Regions from separate parts of the Mus musculus genome. Here regions 2, 3 and 4 are each linked to region 1. A link is a contact called in public HiChIP or PLAC-seq and promoter capture Hi-C data. All regions are on one chromosome and are shown on one strand. The core of a region is the stretch at or near the end of the contact, and the rest is flanking DNA. Distances in the headings are between cores, read along the strand shown.

Region 1 (3,135 bases), core at 406-2,905:
GTCACCAGGTTAGTTAACGGCTGGTTCCAGCCTTCTGCAAGGTATAGCATTTCTTCCCTTGAAGGAACAACTTTCTGTGCTTAACATTACAGATTCCCCAAGTGTTTATCTGTGAGTGCAAGGACCCCTCCCCCATGCCTCCTACAGTAAAGAATTAGCATTTGTAGGAGAGAGTTATATTCGGTCATTTTGTGTTCAGATATGATTATGGAATATGCTTCTTATCCACCAGAGTGTGAATTTGCCTGAAATTGGTGTTTTGTAAAACTGAGCTGACCAAGCCACTGCCACAGCCTCGCTATGGGTGCTAGGCCAGTCCTGGCAACAGCAAGGCTTCAGGGAGGAGAGCAAGTTCCAGTCAAGAATTACCTTCTCACTGCTCCACCTGGTAGGGAGAGCAGGCTTGGCAATCCCTCTTGGCAGAACACAAGTTTCTTCAGTGCCGGACACATTTCTTGATAACATCTTCTAACAGCCACTTTGCTTCTCCACACTGCTACCTCTCCAGAGCCAACACTAGATTTGTACCCCTGACTGAGCAGCAAAAGAACCAACCAGACCCAGAGAGAGGAGCTTTGCCCAGATCTTCCAGTCAGCTGGTGACAGAGTTGGAGAAGAGAAACTGGAACTCTCTCCCGACACAGGGGTTTTCTATGTAGACTAGGGTTGGACTTGAACTCAGAGAGCCACCTGCTTCTGTCTCCTGAGTGCTGGGATTAAAGGTGTGAGCCAACACTGCCTGGTTTGACTTTGCTTAAACATCCAAGACAAAACCCCTTCCAGACGTTAGGGCAGGCTGTTAAATACCTCAGCTATCACCTCTTGTTCACAATGCCCTATACCTTCTTCTCTTTTGGGGTTCCTTGGAAGGTCTCATGACAGCTGGGATTCTAAGACCTTCACTAGCTTGTCCAGTCTTATTCTTGTAATCGCCACGTTCCTGCCTAATGGTTCTCCTTTTGCTTTGAGATAGGTAAGACTGTATAGGCCAGGATCCCCTGGAGCTCATAATCTCTCTGCCTCAGCCTCCAGGGCTAAAATTAGTTATATGTAATTCAGGTCTCTATCCTTTTCCCTTCAGGGAACTCTTTGCACCCGCCTTCTAACCTGTGAGTCCCCTGGAAACCCTATGGCCTCATTGGAGAACTTTCTTTTTTCTTTTTTTTTTTTTTTTTTTTGTTTTGGTTTTTGGTTTTTTCGAGACAGGGTTCCTCTGTTTAGCCCTGGCTGTCCTGGAACTCACTTTGTAGACCAGGCTGGCCTCGAACTCAGAAATCTGCCTGCCTCTGCCTCCCGAGTGCTGGGATTAGAGGTGTGTGCCACCACGCGCGGTGAACTTTCATTTTGTTGACGGTTCTTCTAACAGTCTGTCAAGTGCACTGAGCTGGGCTAGGAAAACTATACTCAACCTTCAGCCTCTGCGCTTGTTTCTTTTTACGCGAATGAAGCGCTGCTGAAATCGTCACGGGTTGCGGTATTCTCCATCCACATGAACAAGGGGGCAAAGGATCCTTTAGACGTTTTCTCAGAACACCACACCCCCCAACCCGCAGGCTGGACTGCAACGGCGCCACCGACTGCGCACGCCCCGGTTCTTGGCTCCGCCCCCGAGACGCGGCCCTCGGCCTGGCCGCGCCTGCGCAGCTCCGCGCGCCGGCTTCCGGGTGGAGAGAGCGCGCGATGGGGCGGCTGGTGGACGTCGCGGAGTAGCTGTGGAGAGTGGGCGTGTGCGCCGAGCGGCCGGGCGCCGGCGCTGGAGTCGCGGGATCTCAGGGAACCGGACCGGGGCGCAGAGAGGGCCTCCGACTGCCACCCGCGTCCGCTCACTGGCATGTCGGCCGAGGCCTCGGGCCCGGCGCCGGCTGCGGCCGAATGCTTGGAGTCCCCTAGCCCCTCGAGTGTGGAGCCTGGCTCCCCCTCGTACAGTCTGAAGCCCCTCACCCCGAACAGCAAGTATGTGAAGCTGAACGTGGGCGGCTCGCTGCATTACACCACGCTGCGCACCCTCACGGGGCAGGACACCATGCTCAAGGCCATGTTCAGCGGCCGCGTTGAAGTGCTCACAGACGCGGGAGGTATGCGTGCCGCCGGTACACGTGCTGCCCTCCAGCTCCCAGTTCATTCCAGGCTCCCTAGTCCCATCTTATCTTTTCCTAATTCAGAATCTCTCTCTTTCCCCAATCCTTTACTTCCAGCAGTAACATCTGCCAAGCGCTCCATTGCCGATTATCTGCTCTTCTTCCCTTAGTTCAAACAGCCAAGGAACCAGGTCTACTGCAAGCAGTACCCCTCAAACAACCTTTATCACTTACTTCCCACTGCCCAGCCTTTTGTTTGCCTCTCTGCGGTAGAACCGCCCCAGGTAGCCTCGAGAACGGAAAGATTTGGTCTGTCTCTAATACAAGTGCCCAGTGCCCGCACTCTAGGAATCATCCATGAATGCGAAGTGAAGGGCGCAGCTTTTCTTGACAGGTGAACCTTAACCTTCTCGGGAGTGTTGCCTTAAATTTGGGACTCACTTATTGTAGAATAGCTTTAAGGGGAAGGGCTTAACATAGATAAAAGCAAACACTTAGGAGGTGAAGTTCGGCTTTCAAATACCGAAGATGAAAATTCACTTATTTGATTAGTATTGTGATGCGTCAGTTACTGCTAGAGAAAGTTTGGTAAAGGGAAATGATGAATCTTGGGGAGTTAGCCCCACACCCCGCAGGGAGTTGGGGAGGGCATGGAGTAGGAATGACCAGTAAGCAAGAAAATCTCATGTAATCACAGTAATTCTTGGTATTCCAAGTAATGTTACTACTTCATCGTTGTGAACCGGAGGATTGAAGTGGGCATTTTTCATTAAATTAGATGGTTAAAATGAATACAAGGGGTTACATTTATTGATAAGGTAATTTGGTAAGAATCTCCCCCATGGTGAGCTGGGCCTGGTGCCTCCTGCCTATACTGCTAACACTCAGTTTGGGTTACATAATGAGATCCTGACTTTAAAACAACGTTCCCACGGTGAGAGCCTTCTGACTGCCCAGCAGATTTGGGAGGGATCTGTTCCGTGGCAGGTGTGTGTATGATACACTGGAGATGTTTGAAACAGTTTTTGAACATGGCAGAGGTCTGAAACAGGTAAGT
Region 2 (3,135 bases), core at 291-2,790, 240 kb after region 1:
CCATAGGGAAAGAGGAAGTATATTTTGCTTGCAAATGGCTGTCTCTAGAAAAACCAAAAAGACTCCACCAAAAATGTTAGGATTGGTAAATGAATGGCATCATGTAGCAGGCGCTAAGTCAGCATGAACAAGCCAGTGACATGTCTCCACTCCAACTGCAAGCTGCAGGAGAAAGTGAGAAACAACCCCAGCAGCTGCGTCCCTGTGCACATGCTAGCATGCAGGGAGTGTTAAAGCTGAAAATTTCTAAGAGAAAGACCAAATCGACAACTGACCTATTAAAGCAAGCTTTATGTAATACTGGCTAGGACAATGGACCCTGGCCAGATCCATACCCAGGATCCATGAAGATTGGCCCCCAATTAGGTCAGACGGGTGCCTACAAAGGTCAAACCCACAGGCTCTGGTACTTTCTGCTTCCATACATCCTGATGTACTACTTCCTGCCCATGTGTCTTCTGCCTACTGGCGATCAAGGTCTTCCTGTGCAGCATGGGCAACCAAGCTTGTGTACTGAAGGGAAAACACAGGCCTTGTTATCTGACGTGAACAGCAGCCCAGGGAGTTACCTGTCCTTGGGCAAATGGGATTAGCCTTTACAGTCCCCATGTGCAATGTTTAGAACAAAGAAAGTGAAAAAATATATATATAGGGTATGGTGGGATATATTTGTAATCCAGCATTAAGAGACTGAGATAGGAGGATCAAGAGTTTGAGGCCAGCCTGGTAGATTCAGGGAAGCCTGGGTTACAAAGTGAGACAAAAAAAGGGGGGGGGGCAAACTACCCATCAGATAGAAAAGATAGGTAGACCAGATATTCAAACAATAAAACAGTAGAAAACAAGCTAAAGAATGAGAGGCTCTTGTGAGTAGACATTTCTCAAAAGGACGCAGGTATGTGGGCTCATGCAACCAAAGTCACAAAACATCTGGGAGCACTGGTGTTGCTCATAATCTCAGTTCTGGGGAGCTGACTGCAGGGGAGTCCCTGGGGCTCACTCAACAGCCAGGTCCAGGGCCTAGTGAGAGACCCCGTCTAACACAAGGTTGATCTTTGCCTCCACTTACGTGCATATACATACCTGCACACAGACACACACACATATACAAAAAAATAAAACCTTTTAAAATATGGAATTAGAAGCTGGGTGTAATGGTGCATGCCTTCTATCCCAGCAATTCCGGGAGGTAGAGGCAGGAGGATCTCTGTGAGTTTGAGGCCAGCATGGTCTACACAGAAAGTATGTAACACAGAAAAGGATGTAACACAGAAAAACCCTATCTCAAAAAAATAAAGAAACTAGCAAAGAAAACCAGGAGTTAGGTTTGGTGGCTTGTATGTTTAATCCTATCACCCAAGAGGCTGAGGCAGGAAACCCACAGGTTTGAGGCCAGCCTGGGCTATAAATTGAGACCCTGTGCTTCAAAAAGCAAAGCTAACAGCAACAAGAAGTGCTTGAGAGGAGGAGGAGAAGGGAACACTCAGACATTCTTGGTGAGAATGCAAATTAGTATAACCATTATGGAAAACAGTACAAAGGTTCCTCAAAATGCTAGAAACCGGGCTGGGAAGTAGCTCCATGGCAGACAATGTGCATCACATGAGAGGGTTTAATCCCTAGAGAAAAAGAGAAGTATCGTTTGAAAGGTCTTGGGATATCATAACGCTGAAATGATATGAAATGAGAGTCAGGCACAGCGGCACACACCTGCAACCCCAGCACTGGAGAAGAAGGGGGGGGGGCGTTCAAAGCCAGCCTGGCCTAGCTTACATGGAAAGTTCCAGTACAGTCATGAAAGAGCCATCACCTAGGCAATTCTCAGTCACCCCACACTTCCTGGCTTGTCAGGCATGTCCCCAGACTAAGTTATGCAAAGGCTCTGAGAATAGTTCAAAAGAACAACCTTATAAAGTCCCAGATGATAATTACCAACGAAAGGCTACTTCAAAGCTTACACGCGCCATCACTCCAGATTCATGTGAGATACGAGAAACCACGTGTGACATTGTCCAAAACCAAAACCACGAAAAGCAAACAGAACCATTTGATCCAGCAATCCAGCTACTGGGTAAATGGACAGGGAGGGAAGCCTGTGTCCAAGAGCTATCTGCACTGTCACATTGTCACAACTGTCACAGACGAAGGGGTTTGCCTTCTCCAAATGCCTAGCAGCCTTGGGGCCTGGTTAGTTTTGTATCAACTTGACACAGGCTAGAGTTTTCTGGAAAAAGGAACCTCAATTGAGAAAATACCTCCTTTAGACTGTAGGCATATCTGTGACAGGATTTTAGAATTCTCGTATTGCACATGAATCTGGAGTGATGGCGCGTGTAAGCTTTGAAGTAGCCTTTTGTTGGTAATTATCATCTGGGACTTTATAAGGTTGTTCTTTTGAACTATTCTCAGAGCCTTTGCATAACTTAGTCTAGGGGCATGCCTGACAAACCAGGAAGTGTGGAGTGACTGAGAATTGCTTAGGTGGCGGGTCTTTCAAGACAACCGGGAGATCAGATAAGAAGTTTTGGTATGTGGAAATTGACTTGATAAGGTGCCTTTTAGGTAACAATAAAGAGCATCTAGGGAGCTGTCAGTGTTCAGTCCTTGCTAGGCTGATCCCCCTGCTGCAGAGAATTTCATCTCTTTTATTCTGTCCATCCTCCCAGTAGGGCACTTTCTTGATTAAAGATTGTTCTGGAATGGCCCATCCTCCTGTGGGTGGTGCTACCCCTGAACAAGGGAGACTGGGTTCCAGAAGAAAGCAGACTGAGCAAGCTATGCAGAGCAAGCCAGTAAGCAGCAGCCATCTCCCTGCTTCCCCCCACCCCCCAACCTCTACTCCAGTTCCTGCCTTGAGTTCCTGCCCTGACTTCCCTCAGGGTAGACTGCATGAAATGATCCTTTTCCTTCCCACGATGTTTTTAGTCATGCTGTTTATCACAGCAATAGAACAACCAGGATTTGACCCAGCTCTGCCTATTGGCTTGTTGCTGGGCATTTGTCTGTATACTGAGGCTCTTGGAATTCTATTTTCCAGTTGCTAATATTCCACAACAGAAAAACTGATCTATGAAGTTTCTGTTTCTGTAAAATACCACTGCTGTGGTGGTGGTGCGTGTCTGTGATCCCAGCCCT
Region 3 (3,135 bases), core at 356-2,855, 190 kb after region 1:
AGACCCAATGCCTATGGCATCTGGCAACCCCACACATGTGTGCATAACTCCTGCCATGCATAAACAGAATTTAAAATATTAAAAAAATACTCTGTCTTAGGAATAAACAAAACCAGGCACACCCCTTTAATCTCGGCACCCGGGAGGCATAGGCAGGAAGATTGCTGAGTGTTCCAGCCCAGCTAGGGCTCCACAGTGAGGACCTGTCTCAAAACTAAATGAATAATCAGAGGGGAAAGACAGTTCAGGAGGCCCCAAGCTCCATCCCCAGAGACGTACAAAGGTGGAAAGAAGAAGAGAACAACCTCTGAAAAGATGTCCTCTGACCTCCACACTGTGACACCTGACACCCCCACCACCATGCACTCACATACAATAATAAGTTTAAAAATTCAGAAACCCGGGTTGGATGAAAAATGCCATTATTGAACCCCCTTTCTCAGAAAAGGGAATCCATGGCTATTTTCTCAGAATTTCATATTCATGTTGGGCATCCATGCCCTCCCTGAACACCCACCCACAGTTCCTCAGTAAAGAACTCAGGAACCGGGACACTTGCAAAGGTGGTTGAGTTTCCCTACCACCCTGAAGCATCTTCCAGATGCAGAAACCTAGAATCCTTCTGGGTAACTTCCCAGGGTTCCCACAGCTGTGAATCCCCTGGCCTCAAATCCAGGGCAGTGTTAATGTTAGGAGGGAAAGGCAGACCAGGCAGAACACACGGGTTTGATCCCAGCACTTGGCAGGCGGCCGGCGGCAAATTTCGGTAAGTTTGAGGCCAGCCCGATCAGCACAGGCAACTCCCCAGATTCTAGCCAGACCTACAAATCCAGAGCAGGCTCCACAGGCAGGCCAGAGGAGTTGCATGCAAACCGGCAGGAAAGTGGGGAGGATGGGGGAGGAGGCCCCAGGGAGGAAAGGGAAACACAAAAGATTTAAATAAGAGCGGCAAACCTACTAGGGTGGAAGGTCTTAAGCATGCTGCGCAAGTGTCGACCACTGAGCTACACCCCAGACCCAATGCTACTGCAAGAAAAAGAGGCTGTGAGGCTGTAGAAGTCTTCCGATGGCCCTGCAGCCTGTCCTTGATGCACTCTAGGCTCAAGCAGGTGCTGTGAGTCCCAAGCCAGACTCTGCGGCCTGAGCGCAGTCTCCGACTTCATCCCCTCCCCGCCCCCCACACTCTACAGGGATGAGACCGGACTTTGCCTCCGCTTCTCTTGGCTGCTAACAAGGGACAGAGTCCAGGGCTGCTCCCCTTTCCAAACTCCCACTACCAGTCCATCTGACCCCAGCAGAGCAACCCCATCCATTCTGTTCCCAAGCTTCTGCCCTTCCGTAGGGCTCAACACAGAAAGAACCGCGAAGCAAGAGGAGGATTTTGGAGGTTCAAACAAGACAGAGAGAAGCGGACTTGGGAACAAGATCCAAGGAGAGGCCACAAGGGGTTCTTTAGAGAAGAGAGAGGGAGGCAGATGGCTGAAATAGGAAGAGGGACGGGCAGTAGGGGACATAGAAAACAGGAACACAGAGCAGAGACTTAGGTCACCTTCAGGGTCCATGGTGACTTGGAGCAGCCAGCGGGTCAGTGTGTTCACCACAGTTCAGGTCGAATGTTCCCAGAAGCTGAGGCTGGGGGTGGGGCTGCCAGAGAGAGGGGAGGGAGGGGCCGAGCTGGGTCAGTCCTTCCTAAGAGCCCTCACGGTACACCTCTTTGGACCCTCGCTGAGCCAGCCCCACTGCGAACCCCAGAATCAGTGGGAAGTGCTCAGCTGTGAGCACTTAGAAATTCTGACTCCTCTGGCACCAAACAGGCCCTGTTTTCTCCACTTCCAGCCCTGCTGGAGCTCCCTCGGAGTGCAGGGCCATGAATGCCGGACCTCACTCTCCTATGAGGGCCGGAAAGCCTTGTTAGTGGTGTGCTGGGAAAATCGTGGATCCCAGACCTGCACTCAAGCCCCAATTCCGTTCTCCCTAACCCCACCAGAGAGAGGCTCTCACTGTATAGATCCACCTCCTGTGTCCCCAGCCCGTGCTAGGATTAAAGCGCGCACAAGCACATGCGGCCCATTCTCTTTTTATCTCAAATTTTCTGAGGGACAGAGTAGGAACCCCACAAATATCCCCTCATCCCTCCCACTTTTCCTGAGAGCTGCAGTCTGAATGTGCTCCCCCAAAGTCAGTGTGTTGAAAACTTACCCCCCCAAATTTATAGAAATTTGGAGGAGGGGTTTTGGATGAGGCCCTAAGGGTGACGGAGGAGACTGTAGCATCAGTGACTTTGTAGCAGACTGAGAAATATTGCATGTTCTGGATCATATGTGGCTCCTAGCTCTAAATCTTTGGTCATGTATGTTTAACCTGGAGTACACGTGGGAGCCAGAAAACTAGAGATGGACCACAAGGGTGGATACCTAAGGGCTGGGTCAGGGAAATAAAGTAGAGAAGGATGGAATGGGGAAGGGTCAAACCTGGGGGAGGGAGCAAGGTTAGCCAAAATAAAAGGTATATGAAAAAGCTATAGGGAAACCATCTTCCAACCCAAGAAAAAACTATTAGTGAAGATAGTAGAACACTGAGATGTGAAACGAGAGAGAGAGAGAGAGAGAGAGAGTGAGAGAGAGAGAGAGAGAGAGAGAGAGAGAGAGAGACTCAGGGTTAAAGTGAAGAAAAGAGATTCAGAAAAGGGTGGGGGGAAGGGAAGCCCAAACTAAGCGTATATGAGGAAGCATTGCAGGAACCCACTGTTCTGAAAGCTATTTTTAAATATATAATATTTTTTAAATAGGGAGTTGAGCAGAAGTACCCTGCATGAGTGCTTCCCAGAAGACATGAATTATTAAATGAGAACCTCAGTGCCGGGGTGAGCCCTCTCCCTGTGAGTTACTGGTCAGTAAGGCTCCAGATGCTCCGAAAACAGCACACTACTGCTATTGCTCTTGGCTGTGCACCGTAACTACAGGGTGAGACTCGATTGCTGAGAATACCACTCCTAATGCAGAACATAACAAAATTAACCTTGAGCTGACCAGGAAACTTTCTCCCTGTTGGCTAGCCTGCACAATGCCATACAGGCTTCTGGGAGGGGAAAGACATGTATCTTACCTAGTGCTGGACCCATCACGCTGTAACTGA
Region 4 (3,135 bases), core at 442-2,941, 160 kb after region 1:
AGAAGACTGCCACAATTGGGAACCCACTGTAGTCTACGTAGAGCATTTTAAGCTAGAAATGATACATAGTGAAACCCTGTCTCAAAACAAATGAAAAACATGTATGTTGAAATGCTGGTGGTGAAGAATTGTGGCAAAATGCTTGCCTAGCATGAGCATGACCCATAAGCAAACAAACACCTCCGCCGCTGCCCCACCCCCCACCCTGGAAAAAAGAAAGAGAAGACAGAGGAGGGAACAAAGGCTGGGAGAAGGCTCAGTACAACACAACAGTGCTGATTGACAAACATGAGGGCCTGAGCTTAGACCTTAGCACACACTTCAAAACTATGGGCACCGCAAGCTCAGCTAAGTGCTCCTATTAGCTTAGCACTGGGGAAGGAAAGAGGGGGACAGGAGGAGAGGGGGAGAGGGTATAGGGGGAGAAGGGAGGAGGGGGACCGGGGGACAGGGAGAATGGGGAAGGGGAGAGGGAGAGGGAGTTCAGCAGTTAATTCGATGCTCTTGCAGAGCACCTAGGTTCAATTCCTAGCACTTACAAAGTGGCTCACAACTGTCTGTCAATCACTTCCAAGAGATCTGACATCCCCTTCTGGCCTCCTTGAACACGAGGCATGCTTGCGACCAAAATGCATACAGGTGAGCTAAACACACAAACACATAAAATAAAATAATAGGGTGGAAATCAATTAAGTAGACTCTGGTCTACACACACACACACACACACACACACACACGCAGACACTGCATGCACACCATGTAAAGGTATGATGGCCTAAACAACACCGGTAACAATTACTCTCATAGTGCTTACACCGTTAGGTATCAGAAGTAGTGGAGAGATGAGCCTGGGCACAGTGGCCTGGGACTGAAACCAACACTCAAAAGGCTTACGGGAGTGTGTATGTGTGTGTGTGGGGGGGGGGGGGGGATTCGGGGCCAACCTGGGCTACATCTTAAGTCCCTGTCTCAAACAAAACAAAAGTATGACACAGCTGGATGAAAAGGGTGCAGGGAGTAGACGGAAGGACAGGGACCCTCCAAGAAGCAGGCAGCAAGATACATCGCAGCGCTGTGGGAGCCCCTGAGCCGGTCTTTATAATCTTCCTCTCCCCTGGGTGAGCGAGCTGAGGTCTGGGCCTTGCCTGTAGGGTGAGAAGGTGAAGGCGCTGGGGTCTGGGCCTTGCCTGTAGGGTGAGAAGGTGAAGGCGCTGGGGTCTGGGCTTTGCCTGTTGGGTGAGATGGTGATCGCGCCTAGGCCTTGCCTATGGGGTGAGAAGGTGAAGGCGCTGGGGTCTGGGTCTTGCCTTTGGGGTGAGAAGGTGAAAGCGCTGGGGTCTGGGCCTTGCCTTTGGGGTGAGATGGTGAACGCGCTGGGGTCTGGGTCTTGCCTTTGGGGTGACAAGGTAAAGGCGCTGGGGTCTGGACCTTGCCTGTGGGGTGGGACTGACTGGAGCAAAGCAGCTGCTCATTCTGGCTCCACCTTACACAGGAAGTGGTTCTTCACCACACTGACCACATCCCCAGGTTGCCTTGGAAACACTCTGTGGGGGCAGGAAAAGTTGGGGCACAGTCGCCCAGCAACAGGTGGTAGCCTCCCTTCCGCCTTCTTCTGAGGCCAGCCCTCCAGGGCCTTTCAGATCGCTGCGCGCACACACACCCTCCCGGCATGCACTGGGAAGAAGGGCTCTGAAAACGGCGAAATCCAAGATTGAAGCAAGGTGACAGGTGAGGTGAGGGGTGCGGAAGCAACTGCAAATGGGGGACTGGTGGCAGAGATGTGGACAAATACCAACAAGGGAAGCAGACAGGCCAGTGATTGGGCAGAGCTGGGGAAGCTGGATAGGTGCCGGGCCACAGACCTGGTACAGCCAGATAGCACAACAGGGCCACCTCCAAGGAGAGCGGTTAGGTGGCTCAAAGAGTAGGTGCATATGGAAGGGAGGGGCCAGCAAGGGGTTTCTCTCTCATTCCAAGTCTCCTCACTTGAGACTGAGGCAAGACCTGAGAGCCCAGACCTTTGATCTGTCATCAGAGGTGGGGGGTGGGGCTGGAGGGGAAGTAAGGCCTGCGACTGTGCAGGGGAGCCTCAGCCAGCTCTGGCTTGTTCTCCGGCCTCTCCTGGTTTGCTCTTGACCTCTCTGGGACCCTTTGCTCCTCTCTAGTTTTGCCACCCATGCTCAATAAGCCAATTAGAAGAGCCGAATTAACAGTGGGTAGGGGTGGGGGTGGGAGCAGGAACGCAAGATGAGGGACAAAGAGATCCAGCACTCCCGACTCCCAATCTGTCTCTGAGGTTCTGAAGTAAAGTTACAGTTTAAAAAAAAGGCCAATGATGTGCAGTCCCAGTGACATGCAGTCTAAGCACTGTCTCATCCTGTGCCACGGTCAAGTTGTTAGAACCGTTGTTGAATCTCTTTCCAGGAAACGGGATATCCTCTGGTTGCTGTCCTTTCCTTCTCCCAGTGGAGACGTTCCTGACTGTTCTGAGTCCACACTGAGTCTCCCAGATGCCAGTGACGCCTCAGCAGCCCTCTGGGCACACGGAGGGGCTCCCTGAGCCTACAGCGGAGGCAGCAGTGTGGGTAGTAATCCCCTGTGGACCTTGTATTCCCATCATGCTGGGCCTGGCCTCTCTCACAGCCTTCTTCATCATAACTACTGCTGTACTGGCCGAACGCCTGTTCCGCCGCCCGCAACCAGACCCCAGCCAGCGTGCCCCCACCCTAGTCTGGCGCCCTGGAGGAGAACTGTGGATTGAGCCCACGAGCAGCGCCCGGGAGCGCTCTGAGGATTGGTACGGCTCCTCCATGCCTCTGCTGATGGACAGGGCTCCAGGTCCCCCAACACCCGGTGGCACCTTAGAGGGCAGAGCAACTGCTCCACCAGCCACTTCAGCCCCATACTCTTCCCTCAGTTCTCTAGTTCCTCAGACCCCACCAGAAGTCCCAGCCCAGAGCACCTTCTGGAGGCCTCAGACCCAAGAGGAGAGGCCCCATGACACAAGCCTGGTGAGCTGGGTTGGGTCTGAGCCCATGCCAGAGGCTGGCTTGCAGGTTGGGAGCCCCAGGCCTTGGAGGCCGAGGCAAGGGAGCCTGGAACCTGATTGGGGTCTCCAGCCTCGGGTCACCCTGG

Evidence for each region. Promoter capture Hi-C pulls out the DNA fragments that hold promoters and counts their contacts. HiChIP or PLAC-seq counts read pairs in DNA pulled down with a chosen protein or histone mark. Capture Hi-C pulls out chosen DNA fragments and counts their contacts.
Region 2: a contact with region 1 is called in an H3K4me3 HiChIP or PLAC-seq map of bone marrow-derived macrophages, with 3 times the contacts expected there. The contact joins the enhancer-like site here to the promoter of Kctd13 in region 1. A contact is called at or near these places in 2 of 39 promoter capture datasets (the C10 cell line and cranial neural crest), 2 of 484 Hi-C or Micro-C datasets (bone marrow-derived macrophages and nephron progenitors), 2 of 115 datasets of contacts at active chromatin or transcription factors (bone marrow-derived macrophages and large pre-B cells) and 2 of 9 other capture datasets (adipose tissue and liver).
Region 3: a promoter capture Hi-C map of the SN4741 cell line shows a contact between it and region 1, with 3 times the contacts expected there. The contact joins the promoter of Qprt here to the promoter of Kctd13 in region 1. A contact is called at or near these places in 16 of 39 promoter capture datasets (the 3T3-L1 cell line, the C10 cell line, the SN4741 cell line and 11 more), 2 of 484 Hi-C or Micro-C datasets (bone marrow-derived macrophages and embryonic stem cells), 7 of 115 datasets of contacts at active chromatin or transcription factors (the 230-238 cell line, bone marrow-derived macrophages, double positive thymocytes and 3 more) and 3 of 9 other capture datasets (adipose tissue, liver and pancreatic islet).
Region 4: a promoter capture Hi-C map of liver shows a contact between it and region 1. The contact joins the promoter of AI467606 here to the promoter of Kctd13 in region 1. A contact is called at or near these places in 16 of 39 promoter capture datasets (the 3T3-L1 cell line, 3T3-L1-derived adipocytes, the C10 cell line and 9 more), 6 of 484 Hi-C or Micro-C datasets (B cells, bone marrow-derived macrophages, centrocytes and 3 more), 21 of 115 datasets of contacts at active chromatin or transcription factors (the 230-238 cell line, DN3 thymocytes, the HPC-7 cell line and 13 more) and 3 of 9 other capture datasets (adipose tissue, liver and pancreatic islet).

What each region holds. Positions count from the first base shown.
Region 1 is chr7:126,927,224-126,930,358 of GRCm38.p6, forward strand. It overlaps Kctd13 (potassium channel tetramerisation domain containing 13), which reads left to right and starts at 1,656. Exons shown (of 6, transcript NM_172747.2): 1 at 1,656-2,075. The coding sequence starts at 1,832. It also overlaps a transcript of Tmem219 not described here.
Region 2 is chr7:127,164,226-127,167,360 of GRCm38.p6, forward strand. No RefSeq gene overlaps it. Among named protein-coding and RNA genes, the nearest start is that of Spn, 28 kb to the left of the region's middle. Within about 2 kb of position 1,541, at least 24 of the 459 cell types and tissues checked have an H3K27ac peak or open chromatin away from gene starts, as enhancers often do. A contact at or near this core is called in bone marrow-derived macrophages, where this site is marked.
Region 3 is chr7:127,120,424-127,123,558 of GRCm38.p6, forward strand. Qprt (quinolinate phosphoribosyltransferase) reads right to left here and starts at 1,606. Exons shown (of 4, transcript NM_133686.1): 1 at 1,550-1,606. The coding sequence starts at 1,562.
Region 4 is chr7:127,089,745-127,092,879 of GRCm38.p6, forward strand. AI467606 (expressed sequence AI467606) reads left to right here and starts at 1,692. Exons shown (of 2, transcript NM_178901.3): 1 at 1,692-1,728; 2 at 2,425-3,135. The coding sequence starts at 2,511.